Regions from separate parts of the Urocitellus parryii genome. Here region 1 is linked to region 2. The links are chromatin contacts, called in public Hi-C maps. All regions are on one chromosome and are shown on one strand. Each heading gives the region's core, a stretch centred on a gene start, on an enhancer-like site or on the middle of the called end of the contact. The rest is flanking DNA. Distances are from core to core; before and after follow the strand shown. Region 1 holds the start of Apmap (adipocyte plasma membrane associated protein). Region 2 holds the start of Nanp (N-acetylneuraminic acid phosphatase).

The links. A called contact is a pair of places that touch in the nucleus more often than the background predicts.
Region 1: a contact with region 2 is called in a Hi-C map of muscle, with 6 times the contacts expected there. The contact joins the promoter of Apmap here to the promoter of Nanp in region 2. A contact is called at or near these places in 2 of 2 Hi-C or Micro-C datasets (liver and muscle).

The regions. Positions count from the first base shown.
Region 1 is chr6:151,197,568-151,202,364 of mUroPar1.hap1, reverse strand. Apmap (adipocyte plasma membrane associated protein) reads right to left here and starts at 1,994. Exons shown (of 9, transcript XM_026393031.2): 1 at 1,834-1,994. The coding sequence starts at 1,925.
Region 2 is chr6:150,606,843-150,611,806 of mUroPar1.hap1, reverse strand. It overlaps Nanp (N-acetylneuraminic acid phosphatase), which reads right to left and starts at 3,510. Exons shown (of 2, transcript XM_026393039.2): 1 at 3,398-3,510. The coding sequence starts at 3,487.

The sequences.
Region 1 (4,797 bases), core at 745-3,244, 590 kb before region 2:
ATTCACTTTCATTTCTCCTTTTACTCTATTCTACTGTAACTTTATATAAATCATCTCACTCAAACTTCAATGACCTCATCAGCAAAACAGAACAAATGCTACCTTTCAGGCCAAGATCTAAGAAACCTATAATGTCCCTTTTTCTATCATTAATATCTTCCAAGATTTTATTTTGTGACATTTATTCTAAGTTTTATGCCCTACTTTTATTCAGATTTCTTTATTTCACCCACCATACACAAGACTTTCCTGACGTATGTTGAAACCCTCAACATTTAAGGTTGTCAAGAGGATAATTAGACAAACTACTAGAAATGACCCCAAAAGAAATGAAAAATATATAACTTCAGACAAAAAAAATAAGAAAATTAGCTATAATGTCATAATAATAAATGTAGAAAGAAAGGATGGTGACAAAAACTCACTTTGAAAGAAACCATTACAGATACACAGTCAAGGGATCAATAAATAAGAGAGATAAAAATATAGGAAAATAAGAACAATTGTTCATGGCCATCAAGAAAATATCTTAAACACAGATGTAAAAGACATACTGGAAAAGATCAGGTGGCAGAAGATGACTTTAGAACATATAATTTACCTTGTCATTAAGGAAGAAATCCCCCACAGAGAATCTGAACAAACAATTTAATTAAGTCTGCCCCTCTACTCTGGGGTCAGGAATGGCAAAGCAGCCATCCTGAGGGTTGGGCCCATTAAAAAAGTGCCCTAGAGTACTGTATGCCCACTTTTCATTTCAACACACTGCACCTCATCAGAGCCAACTGCTCTTTCATTTCTCGTGTAAAAGTGCCTTATTTTCATAGTTTTTGTAGTAAAGTTTGACCAATGCTTGCATGTCCATTCTAAAAAACTCATCAGTCATCAGCAGCCAATTAATTTACAATATCCCCAGTAAGCTGGGCAACAAACTTGTCCTAGTTATAGCACTGAAAGAACTTGGAAACCCGAGGGAAAGGCAACCCAGAATGGGTTGAACAACTTGGTCTATGGAGTCTCTTGTTTCTCCCTAGAAATTAAAAATTATAAAATTATGAAACTCAGGGCATAAAACTGAAAAGTGAATTTTAAGTATTCATACCAAATGCTATGTTTAAGGATCATGCTTCAGCTAACAAAACACAACATACTCAAATTCTGGAAAATCAGAAAAGGAATAAAAACACGAAGCCTGAGATTTTTTAGGGATCAGCAACTACAGTTTCCTTTGCTTTTCCATCCCCATCAGGAAAACTTGCAAGGCTGAATTCCCACCAAAAAAAAAAAAAAAAGCCTATAATATAACTTCTTGTATAGGAGAACCGCAGTTCATGCAGCGCGATGGGGGACAGGTGCAGAAGAGCAGGTGTAGAAGGCAACTCTTTGCTGGATCACGAAATGGAACTCAGGCATCTTTTCAGATTTTCCTTCGGGAAAGTGGGTGCAAAGGAACAGAAAGACGCAGGGCCGTGACCGGATGGCTGTCAGGTGAGCTAGCAATAAAGACAGCACGAATGGGGAAATGAAATGACGGAAAGAGAGGATGCAGCCTCTCCGGAGATCGGGCCAAAAAAGGACAGGTGCTGCGCGAGGACCCGGAGAGCCGACTGGGCTCACGTTGCACCTGAAGTCTGAAGGAACTGGCACCTGTTTTGTCGGAGCCTCTTTCCTCCTCTCTAAAACGAGTTTTGCGTGGGGATTAAATCAGAGTTCTTGCAACGTGCTTAGCATGGCATTTACGCGGTCGCGGTTAGAGCAGCCGGTGTTGCCCAGGAGGGTCACCCCGGTCCTCTCTGCCCCGGTTCTCGCGCCAGGTCTAGAGGTCCGGCCTACCTGCCGTCCTTAGCCTCCGGAGCGGGGCCATCATCCGTGACTACCTGCGGACGCAGGGGCCGGCGCTGCCGCAGCCCGTCCGCCTCGCTCATGATAGGGCCGCGCCACCTCGTCCACTGCCACCCGTCGCACTAAGGCAGCTTGGGCTCAGAGGCCAGCTCGCTCCGCCCCTTGGCCCCCGTAGTCCCCGCCCCTTGGTCCCCGTAGTCCCCGCCCCGTGGCGCACGGAAATGACGTAAGTCCGATGACCAATCCGGCCGCCAGAGTAGGCTTAGCTCTTTCGCTGTCGGTGTGTTTTCGGGCTGTCGGCGCGCGGGGCCCAGCGCACTATAAAGGCCTGTGGAGACTTTGACCCGCCTTGGTCTCTGCGACCCTGGACGCTGGGGGCCGAAATCGTTCCGCCCGGACCGGCCGTAGCGCTTTCCGCCTTCCCTTCAACTAGTTTCTGAATGTGAGGCCACCCTAATAATCTCTATGCACTTCGGCAAGTGCTGGACTGAAGTGTCGGCGGGTTTTGTCCGAATGGAGGAAGACACTGTTTATTAAACGACAAAGACTGGGTTCTTACAGGCAGCGTAAAAGACAACGTGTTCATGTGCTTGGAGAGCAATAACCCCTAAAAATTATTTCACCTTTTCTGAACTGATCTGGTTAATGGGAAAATCTAGTCTAGAAAATGTTTTTCTTTGCTTAATATCAGGTATTGATTGTTAGGTATTCTTGTGAAGGTTACAACCGATAATTGATAAAGGTTCTATAAGGGTTACCCTTGAGGCAGGGTACAAATAGAAATTAGTGCAAATTACAAAGAAAACATGAACCATTAATTTATCCACAGTATTATATTGAGCCAGTGCATTTCTTGGTATTGAAAGATGATGTTGAGCAAGCCACAGATAAGGTCTCTCCCTAATAGAAATTAAACTAATAGGACAGATGACTTTAATCAGGTTATTCAAGTAAGTACAAAATTTTAAACATAGTAATTGCTTTAAACGAGATGACTTTGATCTTGTGAAAGTATTTGACAGGTGAAGAGATTAAAAAAATGAATAGAATTTGGAGGGAAAAACAGGGTGAGGGATTTTCAAACAGTGGGAATCAAGTCTTGTTAACAAGTGCACTAGGAACCCGTCTCTGGGAAAACATGTTCAAAATTAGGCGTAGAGCAACAAACATGAAATAAACATGACGTTTTCCTTTTCAGCACTAGGTGACACTAGAATTCCATGTGAATGTTCAGTATTCATTCAGAGTTAGAGCCAGCTTGTGGTAAGAGTTCTTAACACAAATTCCATTTGGTAGAGATCCCAGACATTGGCAGCATTTTACTTCATTCCATGTCATCAAAAGCAGCCAGTAGAGTTAATATGTCAGGGATGGTGTTCTAACAAAGTGCTATATGATCTGATCCCTTCCTCCTGTTTAGATTATCCTTCCTGCCCTGCATTCCCTGGTGCACACACTCAGAATTCCCTGCCACTCTTCACTTACTATTTATTCTTGTTGTCATACATATTTTTTCACCTCTCCAGGCTACCATTCTTATCATTCAGAGCCCACTTCACATATCATTGTTGAAGATGATCCTTACCTCAATTTCCCAAGTAAACATCATCCTTTTTGTTTCCAAAGTACTTTGAACATGCCCTGACTATAGCCATAAGCCTACTGCATTGAAGTTATTTGTATTCCACACACAGTGGAATCAGTCCACTGACCATAAACAACCAGGAACACATCCACCAAAAAAAAATATGAATAATAAGTTGGGTTTATTGAAAATGCAGTGGCAAAGAAATGCATCAGAGGACTGGGGGGATTCTCAAAAGTGAGGTACTTATGGGGCTTCAGGGCTTGATTTAGTCATAGTCTTGTCAGCATTCATGAACTAGGAGAGTGAATGGAGGAGTCAAAGGTCTTATCTCTGGAACACATGAGTCCATGTAGAGTTACTGGGAAATGAACTCATGGTTTTATCTCAGAGCACATGGCTCCTAATGACTTGGTTTTAAAATAATCTGAGATCCTTTTTTTGTTGAACAGCACACCTTAGTAGTTTCTCTGTTTTCAAGTCATACCAAAGTCCACTTTGCTTGTTGTATCTTGTTTCAGTTTTCAGTCCTCCTCCTACCCTACCCTCCAACCTAGTTGCCAACCAGATCAACTTTGCTTTCTCATCTTGCCAGTTATTGGCAGAGGGATAGGACCATGATGAATGGTCACATCAAGTTTCTCAACTTAAGCACTATTAGCATTTTGAACTAGATAATCCTTTATTGGGGAGGTGGAAGGAGACCTGTCCTGTCTATTGTGGGTTATTAAGAGCATCCGTGGCCTCTACCCACTAGCATCCCACCTCATTGTGTGCTATTGTTTAGATCTAGAACCCCATAGATCTATATGTTAAAGGCTTGGTCCCCAGCTTGTATCAATATTGGGAGGCAGTGGAACGTTTAAAAGTTGGTTCCTAGTGGGAGGCCTTTAGATCACTGGGAGCAAGTCCTTGAAGGGGATAGCCCCAGCCTCTACTTCTTTCTCTTTTTGTATTCCTACCATGAGGCAAGTGGTTTGCTGATTTTTGCCAATGTCTTAGCTGGGCACAAGATCACGAGCCACCACACACCTAGTAGATTCAAACAGCAATTCTTTATTCCCGAACTCACACTGGCCTCTACACACGTTCTGGGGAAATCTAAAATCTGCCCGCACAATTCACGTCCCAAATATTTTTTCAATTCCACGAGAACTCAACGGGAACTCAGGCAGCAGGAACGCCCTACTCCCAGCAGGAATAACCTTCAACCTGCAACTTCCCTAAACCCAGATTATCTTAAACCGGGAACGCCCTAAACTCAAATTGTCTTAAACCCGGATACTTCCTAAAACCTGCAGGATACACCCTAATCCTGGATTCACCCTGGTCCTTGAGCAGGGTCACCTTTCTCAAAGACACATGCAATG
Region 2 (4,964 bases), core at 2,261-4,760:
CATCAGGTACCTATTATGATAGTTGGGGGTTATTAGTTTATAGATTAAAATAAACTCATCCACTTCAAATCTCTAAGGCTGTCTTTCAGAATATGTATAAAAAGGAAATTTATTCTACTTACTGCTCTCTGGATCTAGCACTAATATTATTATCACGAAAACTAGAGTTTAGCTAACTGTTATTTTATGTGAGGGGCTGGTTTGGGAACCATGTAACACTTGATATCATATGACTGGGCAAAAGTATTTTCTTAATACCAATTATTTGGATGTGAAGGGGCTGAATTTAAAAATAAACCAGGAGTGGTGGCACATGCCTGTCATCCCATCGGCTGGGGAGACTGAGCAGGAGGACTGCGAGTTCAAAGCCAGCCTCATCAATTTAGCAAGGTGCTAAGCATTGAAGTGAGACCATGTCTGTAAGTAACATACAAAAAAGGGCTGGGGAGGTGGCTCAGTGATCTAGTGCCCCCTGAATTCAATCCCTAGTATGCCCTCCCTTCCCCCGAAAAATACATACCCACAAAGTATGACTATCTGCACACAGACTTGCATTTCAAATAGGCCTTCTGTTATTTCTAGTTTATAAGTCTTTGCTCACACAATATCTATCCAATGAGGCCAAATCTGACCAAACTATTTGAAATTGCAATTCATTTCCTCCTCCACTTTTTCTAATGCATCTATAAATATATTTATTATGTCTTCTGTCATATCACTTAAAAGTAAATTCACAAATACAAAAATTTTTCTGCTTTGTTTAAATGAGAAACTACATTTCTGTATAAGCTTTCTTCTTTGGTATTACACTGAAAAACAGGTCTGAAGATGAAAAAAAATATACCTTTCTCAGATGATTAAAAAAATATTTAAACTGACATATATAGTTAGTATATTACTTCTTCTCCCTAAGCCCAATGTAAAGACCAGACATTTCCCTGTTTTTTGATTCATAAATCATTTGTGATGATTTATGAAGTCTGACATGGGTTACTTAAGAATAGATCAACACATATGAGTAGTGATGTATCCTTGCATGATAAAGTATTCACACCATTCAACTCTGCTTAGTTAATAAGTTATTTATAAAGGGAGTGGTAATAGAACTAAGACTAGATCAAAATTTTTTTCCATCAACCCAATATTCATTCAGCATTTACCATGAGTCAAACAAAGTTCACTATTTAGCTGTAGGCAACCTAAGCTGCAAAAATTAACAACATCCATTGATAGCTGCAGTAAGAGATATCTGAAAAACAAAATATGGTACTGATATAAAAGTGAAAGTGACAGACTAGGAAGAAATATAGTCTAATTTTTTTGTGTGTGTATGTGACAGAGTCTTACTATGTTGCCCAGGCTGGTCTCAAACTCCTGTACTAAGTGATCCTCCTGCCTCAGTCACCTGAGTAGCTAGGACCACAGGCATGCTCCACTGCATCTGGTTCTACTTCTAATTTTTGCTTTAGAAATCTCTGTGACAGGAACATGGAGGATCAACTAGATGTGGCCAGCCTGGAGACAAGATCACATCAACAGTCTAGATGAGAGATGAGTCAGGCTGTAACTAAAATGATGGCAAGGGGGATATGCATTGGGGTAGAAGTTAGGGAACATGGTGGTACAATTCACTGAGTAAAACACGGGATGCTCTGTACTTCCCATGCATTGTATTAAACTTACCTGACAGTTATTAACTCAAATATCTGATTTCAAAGCCTGAACTCTTGGCCTATTAGCAAAAACTGGTCTAAAACAAGAATTCAATTGTAACATACTAGTCTTAGCTTGTTAAGAACACATAGAAAAATATGTACTGTTGGGCTGGGGATGTGGCTCAAGCGGTAATGCGCTCGCCTGGCATGCGCGGGGTGCTGGGTTCCATCCTCAGCACCACATAAAATAAAATAAAGAGTTGTGTTCACTGAAAACTGAAAAATAAATATTAAAAAATTCTCTTCTATCTCTCTTTTTTAAAAAAATATGTACTGTTGGCACTTAGGATTACTGGAGGCAATATAGCACAGAGATGTGTCCTTGAGTTCAAGGTCAAAGGCATGAAGATGAACGGAACAATAAATAGTATGGAAGGCCTTAATAAAGGCATTAAGATGGATTCAAAGGGCTAGGGATGTAGTATAGTGGTAGAGCATTTGTGTAGCATGTGCCAAGGCCATGGAGTAGATCCCTAGCACCATTAAACAAACAAACAAATAAAAAATACATTCAAAATATCCAGTGTGACTCTGGCACTGTGGGGATAGGCCCAATTACCTGGCACATCTATTTCATTCTAGAGCTAGAGATAGAAGCTACCTTGCAATGGATTTAGGAATCCATAGGAGGTAGAGACAAGGAAATCAGGGGCATAGATTCTCTAAAACCATGGCTGAGAGAGATAGGGAATATATACTATAGAAAGAGTCCAAGGGAGGTGTTCTTTTTCATTAAAAAAAAAAAAAAGACTACGAACATGCAGCACAAGTGAAATGCACAGGGGGGAAAAAAAGAATGAAGAAGCTGAAGATTCAGGGAGACGAAATCTACCTGATGAAGTATGAAGGACGGGACATTCAGAGTTGAAAGGATTGGCTTTTGAAAGCGGGTTTTTTCACATCTGATAATCCTTCGATTTCTCCTTGAAGCTGAAGGTAGAGGAAGGAAAGCAAGGGTGGATTAGGGGCTGGAAAGCGCTGGGAAGGTCTGCAACAGCATTTGTAGGTACACGGAGAGGATGCTGCTGAGCAATACCTCACCGGGGCAGCACGGATTTTTGCCGTGTCTCCTTGGAAATCTGAGCAGATCAGGAAAGCCAGAAGCGAGTTCTGCAGAAAAAATTCTCAGATGCAGCTTCAAATCGGGGTTCACCTCTGATACTTACGTAACTTACGTAACTTCTTGGGTCAAAAATTGGGGCTGCCTTCAATGATTCTTTTCTAAGTCCACTGAAGACGACAGTTGGGGGAAATGTCCCTCCCGCAAGACCCACCACTAAGCTCAGATGCGTGCGCCCGTGGTCTGAACTGTCCAAACTCTACCTGGCTCAGCACGGGTGTACAGTGGCACGGTGACCATCTACCTGCGTTTGTGGGCGGTTCCACTATCGTGGCAGTTTTAAGGACATGCTTCCGGGTCCCTTGAGCAGAAACAGTCTGCAAGAAGCCAGTTCCCTGAGCCTGTGGACTGGGGTCGGGGAAGGCAGTCCCCTCCCAGCTGAGATCCCCCAGCCCGCTCGCCCTTTCCCAGGTCTTTCCAGCCCCCAGAGAGCTACTGAAGTCTCCAAGGACGAGTGCGGCCAGTGATTCCTGGGTCTGGGAAGTGGGCACTGGGGGACCCGCGCAGTACGGGGTTGGGGAGTGCTGAGTCTGGAGAAGAGCCATGGGAGCGGGGACGTTACCTCCAACATGCCTCTCTTGCTCGCCCCGGCCGTGTCGATGAGCGTGTTGTCCAGGTCAAAGAAAATAGCCCGCACGCGGGTCAGCCCCATAGCGCCGGCAGCCCAAGCGACGCGCCAAGTCTCCTTTGCCCGCGCAGGCGTGAGACCGACCGGTGAGGAAAGACATGGGCGGAGCCTTTAGGTCACCTGACCCTCCCGCGCCGCGCGGAGCCACAGCAATCGCCTGTAGTAGCCTCTGAAACTTCTGTGAGATGTCGCCATCTCTGAGCGTCAGAGAACGGCAAGATCCCGCGAGATTTCGAATTTAGGGTTTCTAACTCGTGCGTTAAGACTTCCACGTCACAGTGACGAGCAGCGCGGTTTTCGTCATTTTGGTTTATTTTCGCTTGTCTGTTTTCTCGCTTTTGTGTCCCCTGCGCCAGGAGGACGTCTTAACTGCCCCGAAAGGTTTTCTGCGCTGTCCAGCCCCCGGGAGGGAGACTGAGAAGCTGGCTTCTCTGTTGGGCGGCATGCTACTGTGCTGGGAACCTCAGGCAGCTCCAAAATATTGGCGGTCCTTGATGACCCTAAGTCTGGGTGTAAGGGTAAGTCTTCAGTGTCCTCGCTTCGTGGTTACAGAACGGGTAACTGTCAGCAGCAGGAGCTCAAGAGGAGTGCAAAGCTGTGACGGCCCTTGTTTTCAAATCTCACCGAACAGCTGGTTGTAGGCGCTGCTTTCTACTAGATCGGATCGCGGCCACATTGCGCCTTGATGTCTACCTCACTCAGAATGGTAGCCTCATTATAGCTGGAACCCGCACCAGCACATTTTTGAGCCTTTGGTTGACAACTGTGCCTGAAGATCTAGGGGGCACTGTAGTGTCTGCCTGAAGTTTTGCCCATCTTGATTGCTTTTCCTGAGATCTTGCATCTCAGGTTTCTCCATACCTTTCAGTTATACCAGATGGTTTTCTGGTATCACAAGAGGTTAAGGGACCCAGACAGTCTGTTAAATTCCCAGAAAGACGAAATCAAGATTTGTCTTCTGGAAGTAGAACAAGATCTTGAAACCAGTTTCTAACTTTTTTGTCTTTCTTGGGTAACTTTTCTGAAGTTTGGATAATGCTGTTATCATCAGTGACTAGAAGTTATCAGGTAGATCAGGGCAACTAGGTAAATGAGGCCTGACACACTGATTTTGTGACACAGTGTTTTTACACTGTCAAATGATTGGGAAAAGAAATAAAAAAAGAGTATTTCCTGATAGGTGAAAATTACATGGTATTTAAGTTTTATTGTTCATAATTTGTGTGTGTTCAATTGGGTTTGGCCCAAATCAGTCTCCATGCTGGAATGATAAAGTTCTCCCCAGAGTGGCTTCTGTATATAGTGAACAGTATCTTATCTTGATATATAAACAAATTTTGTTACTAGGCAATTGAGTCTCAGTTAATTAGCAGTGGGACCTCTGGCCAATCAAGTTCTTCTTTTTCCTCTGTCATTTTCTTTTCACTTTAAACTATAAATATAGCTTATACATGTGCAGTGGGATATTCTATTGGGAACCAGCTTTCATCTGGAATGTTGC